Linked DNA regions of Capsicum annuum: region 2 is linked to region 1. The links are chromatin contacts, called in public Hi-C maps. All regions are on one chromosome and are shown on one strand. Each heading gives the region's core, a stretch centred on a gene start, on an enhancer-like site or on the middle of the called end of the contact. The rest is flanking DNA. Distances are from core to core; before and after follow the strand shown.

Region 1 (5,375 bases), core at 2,355-4,854:
AATATATGCGTTACCATAAGTACAAAATGACAAAATCAAAAGCTTTAATTAAAAACTGAACTACCGAAAGCAACTGCGATGGGATAACAAATCAAAACAACAATCTGCATTTCAACAACAACAAAAGATCCAGTGTAATCCCACAAATGTGAAAATAAAAAAAAGTTGTATTTAATCAAAAGTAATCGAACAATCATCTAAGAGGCAAAGTAAGGATATCCACATTGCAAAGGCCTATTACAAGACCTCCAAATTGACACAATAGAAAGTACATAGTACTAGTAGAAATTATCAAAGATCACAAATCTAGTAGCAAAAAACTTTTTTGGTTCAATTGGCGATAGGGTATTACAAGATGGAAAACCGAATCCTCACCAACAAGGTGAAAGTTTCGCCAACCAACCAACTAAGCTGCTAGATTTCCTGCTAGCACAAAATTCAGGTAAACCAACTAAACTACTGAGATTTCCTAATAGCACAAAGTTCAAATAGTCAATCAACCGAGCTACTAAGATTTCTAGTAACATAAAACTTTTAATTTCAATCAAGATTTACTTTTTCCATGAAATCAAGAATGTGGGATTATGCAAAATTCACTTAGTAACACACATCTAACATAATTAAAACTTCTTAACTATACAACCACCAATCTGATAAATCCCTAAACATAATTCCCAAAAATACAACAACTTTGTATTATGAGTTAAAAACTTAAACGTAAACAACATAAATAGATTTAAATACCCAGTTCAAAAATAACACATCAAAAAAGGATAAAATACATGTAAATGACAAACTGAATTTAGTAGTAACTTACATCAACAATGATGTCAATTAAATTTGAAGGCAAAAGTCCAGAAGAGTTGGAAGCAACATCCAGTGAGAGGCGCTCTATTTCCATTTTTTTTGTTAATGAAGTTTGAAATTTTGAGAGAAATCGGATGAAGGGGAAGAGGAGCAAGAGAAAGGGTTTTGAGAAATGAGGAAAAAAGATGAACGAGAAGGAATAATTGACAAAAATTCTGGAGAAAAAAAGGAGAAATTAAAAAAAATCTAAATGAAGGTTAAAGATAAATATATTTAAAAAAGGAAAAAAAAAATGAAAAAATAAAGAATGGTTGAAAAAAAAGGAAAAGAGTAAAAAAAAATAAAGGTTGAGACAAATAAATTAAAATATGAAAAATAAAGTTAAAAGGAAAAATAAAAATTGAAAATAATAAAAATCACAATAATAAATTTAAAGGAAAAAAAAAGAGTGAAAAAAAGTAAAATAATAAAAGTAAAGGAAAAATTAAAAAGTGAAAATAATAAAAAATAAAATTGAGAAATAAATGTGTATGAAAAAGTTAAAAATATATTTGAGGTGTGAAGGGACAAAATGGTACTTTTAGTATATTAAAAAGTAAGGAAGACTATTATTCAAAGACATTCTTATTTGAGTCAAATATCTAAAGCCACCTATATTTGGGTCTATGACATGTAATTTTTTGAATTTCGGATGAGTTAGGAGCCTAATAGGTACAGACTTTAGTTGAAGAATTTTAGTGAAATTTTGGGACAACTTAAAGTAGCTGTTGATGATTTAAGCCTATAAAATAATAGATAAAAATTGATGATTGGGATAAAGTAGTTATGGTGGAAGAGTAGACCTGTCCAAGCTAGTATATCAAAATTCCTAACAAGAATATCCTCAACGTGCTTAACTTCTTCTTCCTTTTTGTTTTTGTACGACTTCTTCAACTATGACTTCATCTCTTTGGCTGGGACCGGACGGACCTCTTCATTGTTTAATTTCGCTATCACTTGCAAATTTCCCAGGATTTTAATTTGATAGAGACTCACCAACTGTTTTCTTCAAGATTTTCTCAATTAATCCACCTAGCTAGCTACTTCTTAATTCTGATAATTCTCAATTACATTCATCAAATTTTATTTTAATTAAGAGGAATAAAATGTATACAATGACTAACTTAAAAGATTTTCCTCTATTTTTTTTTTATAGGACTTTGAATTAAAAGGCCAAATAAGTTTGTCAATTAAGTGGGACCTTCAAGTTTTAAAAATTAGGTAAAAGAGACAAAAAAAGTTTCAATTTTTTTTTTTTAAAAACATTTTTGCCTGAACAACTAAAAAGGTTGTCTCAACAACTATAGAAGTTATCTCAATAACTATCAAAGTTGTTCGATAACTTTATCAAATTGTTCGTCAACTGTGCAAAGTTGTTGGACAACTAATGCGGTTATCGAACAACTGTATCAGTTGTTTAAGAGACTTCATTTTTTTAACTTAATAATATTGTGGGACCCACTTGACACCTTTATTTAATTAAAGACTTGAGAAAGGTCTTTCAACTCATTTTTCTCATCTTTTTAGCAAATGATCTATCAAAATTAGTCTCTCTGCCGATAAGGTCTACATACACTTTACCCTCTCCAAACCTCACTTGATAGGTACGGAGTTATAATGCTCTTACCACTCATCAAGTCACTCGTTTATTTAGTTGGGTTGAGTCGGATTAGATAAGGGTAGTGAGTTTTTTTTCTTCAAAATTGGGTATTTTATTTTGATTTAGAGTTTTTCATCCAAATTAGGGGTATGTGTGACAGGTTTATCAACACCAAATATAAATATGACCCTATCATATAGCCTTGGGTAAATTTCGTCAATAAATAAAAGTTGATGAATATTTTTAACCCTTTTCGCTACAAATTATTCCTGTGAATTATGCTCAATATCGAGAACATAATAGGTGGATTCAAATTCAAAGATTTATCATATTCTTGCAACTTTACATAAGACAGATTAATTTCTAGTGGAGAAGTTAAACACATAAGTTATTCGTGCTGTCACTCAACATAGAGCTGTGTATATAAGATTGTCAAATGGCTGAAAATGGACAAAAAAAAATCACTTGGAATTTATGGACCATTTGGACAAAAACTCACCAAAATTACCGAGTCCATGCATCTAATGACAAGAAAAAAGAAACAGAAAATATTTGGATTATATCAATGAGATGTTTTAAGAACAAAGACCCTGAAATAGGGACAAATGCCTTTGCTTCTCAAGACACAAAGTTTAGTTTGAGGCAATACAAATCCCTCTGGTTTTGTTAAACAACGCAACAAACCAACACATTGTTCTCTTGTTTTGAGTTTTAACATAAACCAAGTTGAGAGAGACAAAGAAAACATCCTTCAATTTTCCTTTTTTATTTTTATTCTTTTAAAACCCTGACGAAAATTCACAGCTGCTACCTTTTAGGTGTAGCTTACGTAAACTTGCTCATGTACAATAGCTCGCAAATCACATCAGAGATATAAATTCACTAGACAAGTCTGGTGCCACAAACTCAATCGAGAAGACATTGACACTAATAATGGATCTCTAACCTCCCTTATGAAGTATCACCACCTGCTGCACCAACTCAGCACCCTTGATAGCGGTTTTTAATTTTTCTAAAACCCAAAAATCAACATTGGAGACTCAAAACAATTCCCATATTAGCATCCAACAAAAACAAAAAGAGAGAGCCTATCTTAGCTTCTCCTAAATCCAATAAAGAGCCCTTTGTATGCCGTTGAATATACTATTTTAGCTCATATATAGATAGGATTACATTCTATTTCATTCCAACTAATATTTCTTTTTAATGTGAGCTGTTTTTTCTACTATTCTTTCCCGGGTACTTCTATTGGATTTATATTAAAGTGAGAGACTTGTAAGAGAGTGTTTTTTTATTTGTTGCTCCCCTGCACTTTATTCCCCTTCAAATGTGGCTTGTTAACCAGAAAGAGGTATTGAAAATACAACATTTACATATAGTCCCCACAAAACTTTCTTTCTCTATCAAACATTGTCTTCTTTTTCTTCTATAATTCTTTGAATACAACAGTCATTAATTCTGTCTTCCCTCTTTAAGGTTCTTGATTCCTTTATAATTTCCTGTGTTTAGCTTGGACTGGCCAAACAAAGTAAAAATATACCAGCTGGGGTTCTTTCAATTTCTACAATATTTTTTGTTTGTATACAAAAACAGTGCACACCATCTGTCACATCTTCCTTATCCAGAATTGTTTGACTATAATCTCCCAATGTTCTATGTTTTTATGCTTCAAGATTTTTGTTTTTTGCTGATTCTTGGTCTTGAATGAAAAGAAAATTCCAAAGTTGAGTGATTCTTGGAGAAATTTGTTTACTTGTTGATCTTATTAATTCAAATCTGTACAATAGGACAAGTAAGGTTCAATCTTTTATGAAGTTCTAAAACAATGAGAGATGGGAACTCTAAGAAAACCAAGGTTAGTTTTTTCTTCTCAAGAATGTGGAAGCTGTTTCTTGCATTTGGTTTTCTTCCCAAATTTACCTCTTTTTTTTTTTTTTTGTGTTTTTGGTTCTTGATGAAGCTCTCTTGGTCCAAGAATCTGGTAAAGAAATGGTTTAATGTTAAAAGCAAAGCCGAGGATTTTCAAGCTGATGATATTGTCTATGGAGGTAATTGATTTTGTCCCTTTTTTTTCGAGAACTGAATCAAAAATTGCATTTTGAGTTTTTGAGGTTCTTGGAGTTTTTAGATAACTTTCACTGACTGCGATTGTCCTGTTTAATGGTTGATTCTGTATCAGTCACTGCATGCTTTTGTATAGTAGTCTTTGGAATCTAATAAGTCTGCCATTTTCATGTGCTTCTTTGAGATCTATTTCTTTGTTTTGTTGTTTTCTGAATTTGTTAGCCTATTGTTTTCTAGGTTTTATGTTTGTGTATTCTTTTCTTTCATTTTTCAAATATGTGAGTTATATGTTGTAACAGCAACATGACACAGCTTTATCCACTTTATGTCCATGCTTTATCCACTTTATGTCCATGCTTTTTCAGGTGTTGATGATGAATGGAGAAACAACTTCTCAGAGAGGCAGACATCCACTATCAAGAAAAGTAAAACAGGTTCAGTATCAAGGAACCACTAAGAATTACCCTTTGGACCACTTGTTTTTGCACAACATAAGCAAGGAATCAATGATTTTATTTTTCTCTTTTCACCGGTTTGCTTGCCTTCTGAATCTGCTAATTTAACTTATAGACAAGTCAAGTAGAAGGCATGCTGATCGTTTTCATCATAGTAAGATTGACCTTGACACTTCAGAGGTTACAGATGTGAATAACTATCGGTGAGTCTTTCTCATCGGTTCAGTTTTATTATGCTCAATTTTCAGAGCTGTATTTTTATGAAGTATGCATATTCTGGCTCAGGGTGTTTGTAGCAACATGGAATGTGGCTGGAAAATCTCCACCTACTAATTTAAGTCTTGATGATTGGCTTCATACCTCACCTCCTGCTGATATCTATGTTCTGGGGTGAGTAACAACCGATTGCC
Region 2 (5,754 bases), core at 2,154-4,653, 190 kb before region 1:
GCAATAAATTAGGCCCATTGGATATTTCTATGATTCATTGAGTTAAAAGGTTTCCCTATCTATCAATTGTGGCATTCCTCATTCATATATCTTTATATGTAATTTAGATCTATACAAATTTTTCATCATGTCATTTGCTCAGAAACTTATTCACAAGATGCACATAGAATTTCATGCCAAATTTTGAAATTTGAACATGATCGTACAAAAGTAGAGCTTGTAATAGATAGTTTCTGTAGTTCCATGCTTCTACATTATCTCATTTCATTTTACGTTTTGTTTATTTGTAAACAACCTATTGCACATTGAAATAGAAGTATTTTGTTCGTTGAAAAGATTTGATCAGCAGAATTGAGGGAGGAGTATATTTATTTGTGACTCTTTGTGGGCCGAATCGTGCGAATTCAATTAGGGTATGATTTATTTTTAAAAATTGGGCAAGTTAACGTTGAAGATAAATATGACCCGAAAGTATGATATCAAGGGTAAATTTGACCTCAAAATATGATAATGAGGGTAAATTTGACCCAGCTAATTTTTCAAATAGAGGACCTTTTCCCTTATTAAAGAACTAGTTTGGCGGAAAGTCACCGTACCAGATTTAAAGAGTTTTTACTTCATTTGTGAAAATTTGAATGATGTTAACTGTCAAATAATATAAGGATGTCCCAGAAATGCTAGTGTTAGGAAAGGCTGCCTTAGCGGAAACAGTAATTTCGAAATGAAAAGAGCAGTATATTATATAAACTGAGCCAAGGGGGTAGCTATTTATGAAGAATACTTTAAGCTAACACAATATACTCTCCCGTCCTAGAGAAGAAAGTAAACAAGTTCCCTTCACAAGGGGCAGCTAGGTCCCTGGGTGCATTAATATGTAAAACTTGAGGAAGTTGGCATTAACACCTTTTTCAAAACTTATGACTTGAGCACTTAACAAGCAAAGACAAAGCCACTGGACAGAACTACAATATTGAGCGCATCAGATGGATATTTGACCATCAACTTTGACTAGATTTATCCGTTGGTACTTAAGCAATGACCATGGAGGTATCATAAATTCATTTTCATGTTGACAACAATATTCTGGAGTGCACGGTAGTCATAACCAACTGTTACAACACTTTACATGATAAAAATGCTAAAAAGAACAGCTCGTGAATCAGGAATCAAACCCAGAGTAAACGCCATTATCCCTTAGCAGCCTCTTTTCCTCTTCAACGTAACTCTTCCCTCTGCTAGCCTGACCAAGATCTCTCTTCCTCTTCTCCTTCTGTGAGAAAGAAAAGTTCTTCCTCTCTTTCTGAGTTCGTGCATGAACCAGTTCCTCTGCTTCCGCAAGTGAAGCCCTCGTCTTCTGACGCTCCTCATAAGTTTCTTCCTTCTCTTTTTCCCGAGTTTCCTTCCCACTTGACCAAGACCAATTTTGTTCCTGTTCTGGCTCCTTGGGTGGTGGAACTTTCAGGACAGATAATCCACCTTTATACCCGTGGCGGCTTAGAGCTTCAATGTCCACACCTTTTCTGTTCCGCTTTGCAGACTCAACTGAACATAGGCAATATTAACCATTACGCATCAAGTATTGACACTTTTTTTCTGGCATATAGGACGAAACAACAAAGTTACTCTCCTATGTCATTTATATAGTGGTAGCTATAGCCTACAGTAGTATGTGGGAGCACATCAATAGCCTTTGGCTTGAACTGTGTATGCATATTGAAATTACTTTTGAAAATATATCATGTTCATACCAACTCTGCACTCCTTGTCATTCGTCACAAATTACCAGTAGGCACAGCAGTTAAGTTATATGACCAGAGCTACTATATTGAGGCTAGAATTAAAATTAGTTTTTCTGAATCCTAGGTATTTGAGCCTTCGTAAATTCATGGATATCATGGAGTCTCTAGTGATTTATTCTATGCATCTATGTGGTTCTCCATCACTAGAATAAATAAGTGCTAGATTCACTACAATTCCCAAAGAAGGATGCACCAAATAACTTTAAGAGCATGAAGAAGCTGTAGAAACTTGCTATCAAAAGCAAAAGACCCTAAATGAACATATTTTTATACTAACTTTGCACCCAATGTCACAAATAACCTAAGTTGCTCGAACTCGGGTGCGGGTGTCCGGGCACGGATCTAGAGGTCGGATCCTTCACGGTCTCAATTTAAAGATTTGGGGATATGGATCTAGGGATGGATACAGGTGCGGGGATTCGGTGAAAAATAATTTAAATATCTAAAAATAGAGTTATAAAACATAAATTTTGATATATTATGTGAAAAACTTAAGGAGAAAATATTTTTCAAGAAGAAAATCTTGAAAGGAGATAAAAAGAAAAGCAATAACATAGAAATTTCTATATACAAGGTATTTCATTTTCTTCAATTTCACCTTAGCTTTTATTTTGATTATAGAATTTCTTAAATCTGTCCGGACTTTCCCAATCGATTTTGGTCAAAGTACCCAAAATCGGTTGACCACATCGGGTACGGATCCCACACCCATATCGTGTCAACACGGGTGCGGCACCGAAAGTGAAGAGTCCGAGTAACTTAGCAAATAACTAGTAAGTGCAGTAGAATCCCATACACACCGACTTATAACAATATTGATGCTAGAATACAAAATGGCTTGAATTAAGATCCTTGGTGGAATTTGAGACTCAGTAAATTCAAGGATTTGGTGATTTATTTCATGCGTCTATGCTGATCTCCATCACCAGATTAAACTATGCTAGAAAGCCTTAAAAATAAATAATTCTTTAGAATTCTCAGCGAAGGAATAGGGAGCAATTCTAATTGGAACGAAGAACATTAATAAACAAGCAGTAGTAACGTACTGGGGTATCAGTATTTTATCCACATCAACAACATCAACGACAACACGGTAGGACACAAATGATCATATTTTCCAGATTACTTGCTCTCTTTTACATTTCTAGCTATGCAAGCAGTTACCTGTAGTTTGCTTTCAAAGTAGTATTCCTTTTTTTGGTAGCAAAAACATACTTGTCTAGTGGTCAATGAAGGAAAAGAGTTGGTACCTTGAGAAGATTTATGTTTAGCATTGATGTTGGCAGACCCCAAATTGTCGTCAGTATCATCGGAGGAGGAGGATGTATCGTCTTCTTCTTCTTCTTCATCACTCCATGGCATTGCCCTCTTCATCCTCAGCCTCAACTAAACTACAAAACCCACAAAACGCAAATTGATTAACAAAACAGCCCTAGTCCAAGCTAGTGGGTATTTAAAGAAACAAATTACCTTGTAGTGTTGTCAATCGAAATTGGCTAGGCTTTTGTTCGTTCAGAGGACCGGTAAATAATGTGGATGGTTCAAAAAGAGGGTTTTGCCTCGGTCATATTTGCTCTCACTCAAATAAATTTTACTACTTGTCTAATTTCAAAAAAAAAAAAAAAAAAAAAAAAAACATTTTATATCTACTTTACTCATATTATTAAATACTTTATTCAGTTTCCAACATAATAAACTTCTTATGAATTTATAAACTAGATACGTAAAATAAAATAATTTATTTAATAATGGGCAACTAAAATGAAACGAAGGAAATACCCTCTTCATCCTAATTTATGTGACATCATTTAATCAAATATAATGTTTAAGAAATAAGAGAAAATTTTGTTATGTTTATTAAATTACTCTTAATAAGGTCATTTTAATGTTACCTTTTAGTAGTTAACCTTTAATAAAAACAAAATAAAAATGATGTCATTAAATATTTCCACTGCTCTATTTACTCTTCCTAAATTTCTTAATTTTGATTTCTCATTTTACCTGTAATTTTTCATTAATCAAGACAAGACAATTTTTTTTCATTTTTATCCTTAGTATTAATTATTTTTTTTCCAAATTAAAATATAAACATCATTTAATACGAATGTTATGATAAAGTAGTCATGTTATTAATTATTTTTTAATCAATATGTAATGTCAAATTAGGACGAGTAAAATGAAACGGATAGAGTAATTGCTAAATAAAAAAATATAACATTTTTTAGATGAACTAAAAAAAGAAAGAATGTCAATAAATTAGGACATATGGAGTAACTAAATTCGACATTTTACTACTAATCTCTCCATTTCTAAATACTTGTCACACTTTTTATTTTTACATTCCTTACAAAATATTGTGTTTTTATCACAATATTCATATTTAATTTCTTTAATCATCGCTCTTTAATTAATGAAAACTGAATATCTCTTTGATAAATAAAAAGTTTGTTAAGGATAAAAGAAAGCATAATATACTTAATATTATTTTAATTTTTAAAATAATAAATATTAAAAAATACTTATTTTTAGGTAAGAATGTTAAATATTTAGAAATGGATGATATGTTTTTTTATGCACTTATCTATAATTTATATCTATAATATATTAGAAGTGTGAAGACCCTTAAAAAGTGATTTGAACTTTTGCCCTTCATTAAATAATTCACAAAATCATTTTTTTATTATTTCTTAAAAATTCATTAAGACTTAGTTCTTAAACTTTTCCTTATTTGAATTATATATCTAAAATTTAAGAATTTTAAATAAATTAAAATTGTATCTTAAGAAAATCCTTAAAACCTTTAATTAATTGATAGTACTGTTTTGGCATTTTTTCCTTAAATCACGTACGTATGCTTTTGGATAAAAGTTGTGTTCACAAATAATTTTAGTTATATCTTTTTTTTTGGTTTGATTATTTAATCTAAGTAAGAATTCTTAATATTAACACGTCTAAATCAATTAGAAGTTTACCTTATATAGAAAAAGAATTTTTACAATTCTATTTAACTAATATTTTGAATCAAAATTTATGAAAAACATAGCTCTAATTGTGCTTTTTTGTCTTATTTTATTATTAAGTCAAGTCATCTTTTTTATGTGTATTCATGATTATCATCTTCTTCATCTTTTGTTATTCCTTTTAGTTAATAACTTTAAAGATTATGTATAAATTATGATTAAATAATTAACAAGACAATGAATTTTCTTTTTTTGATAATTTCTCGTGTTTCTCTTTCAGTGGAAGATTTTTTATCAAAATTTGGAAGAAATAAGCATATCGCCACCGAATGAAGTCGTCAAAAATATAAAAGGTTTATCTCTTTCTTTTTTTTTCTTCTTTTGTTGAACTATGACTTTTTTTTGATGATGCATAACTTTTGTTTGAATGATGAACATATAAATTTAGGATTATAGTCTAAGATTTCAATTTTGGGCTTACTAATTAAGTTTGAAAGCAGATCAAGTACATCATTCATCGTAAATTGAGTTCAGTCTATCTACCTACTATTATAAAATTCTGATTATAAATGTTAGTTGATAAAAATATCTTTTGAGGAATCTTCTCAATATATTGAATATTATTGAAAAATTAATTGGGTTGAACAAATAAATTGAGGAAGCTTCCGAAGAAACTAATTCAAACAAAATGATAATTGTGTTGATATGAAATTGAAGACAGAAGTGTAGCCAAGATTTGAGGTATGGGGGTTCTAAATTATAAAACAAAACAACGATTTCAAGCTAATATATATAAACCTCCAAACTAACTAACAAGTACTGATATTTGATAAAATTAGAAAGCCACGAACTACCTAAACACTACATAAATATAAGTGTTTATGTTTTAAAAAAAAAAATTACATAATTTTGTTTTAGATTAAAGACGTCGTTCTTTTTACTTTTTTTAATTATAAGCTTTCTGTTTTTTTTTTTAAAAGATTAACAAAATGGTA

What was found. A called contact is a pair of places that touch in the nucleus more often than the background predicts.
Region 2: a Hi-C map of leaf shows a contact between it and region 1, with 4 times the contacts expected there. The contact joins the promoter of LOC107842463 here to the promoter of LOC107842474 in region 1. A contact is called at or near these places in 2 of 5 Hi-C or Micro-C datasets (leaf and placenta).

What each region holds. Positions count from the first base shown.
Region 1 is chr9:143,618,544-143,623,918 of UCD10Xv1.1, reverse strand. LOC107842474 (type I inositol polyphosphate 5-phosphatase 4) reads left to right here and starts at 3,604. Exons shown (of 15, transcript XM_016686340.2): 1 at 3,604-3,797; 2 at 4,234-4,301; 3 at 4,407-4,494; 4 at 4,876-4,944; 5 at 5,081-5,168; 6 at 5,251-5,355. The coding sequence starts at 4,272.
Region 2 is chr9:143,807,792-143,813,545 of UCD10Xv1.1, reverse strand. It overlaps LOC107842463 (UPF0690 protein C1orf52 homolog), which reads right to left and starts at 3,403. Exons shown (of 3, transcript XM_016686317.2): 1 at 3,270-3,403; 2 at 3,050-3,190; 3 at 1,022-1,542. The coding sequence starts at 3,173. The coding sequence ends at 1,160.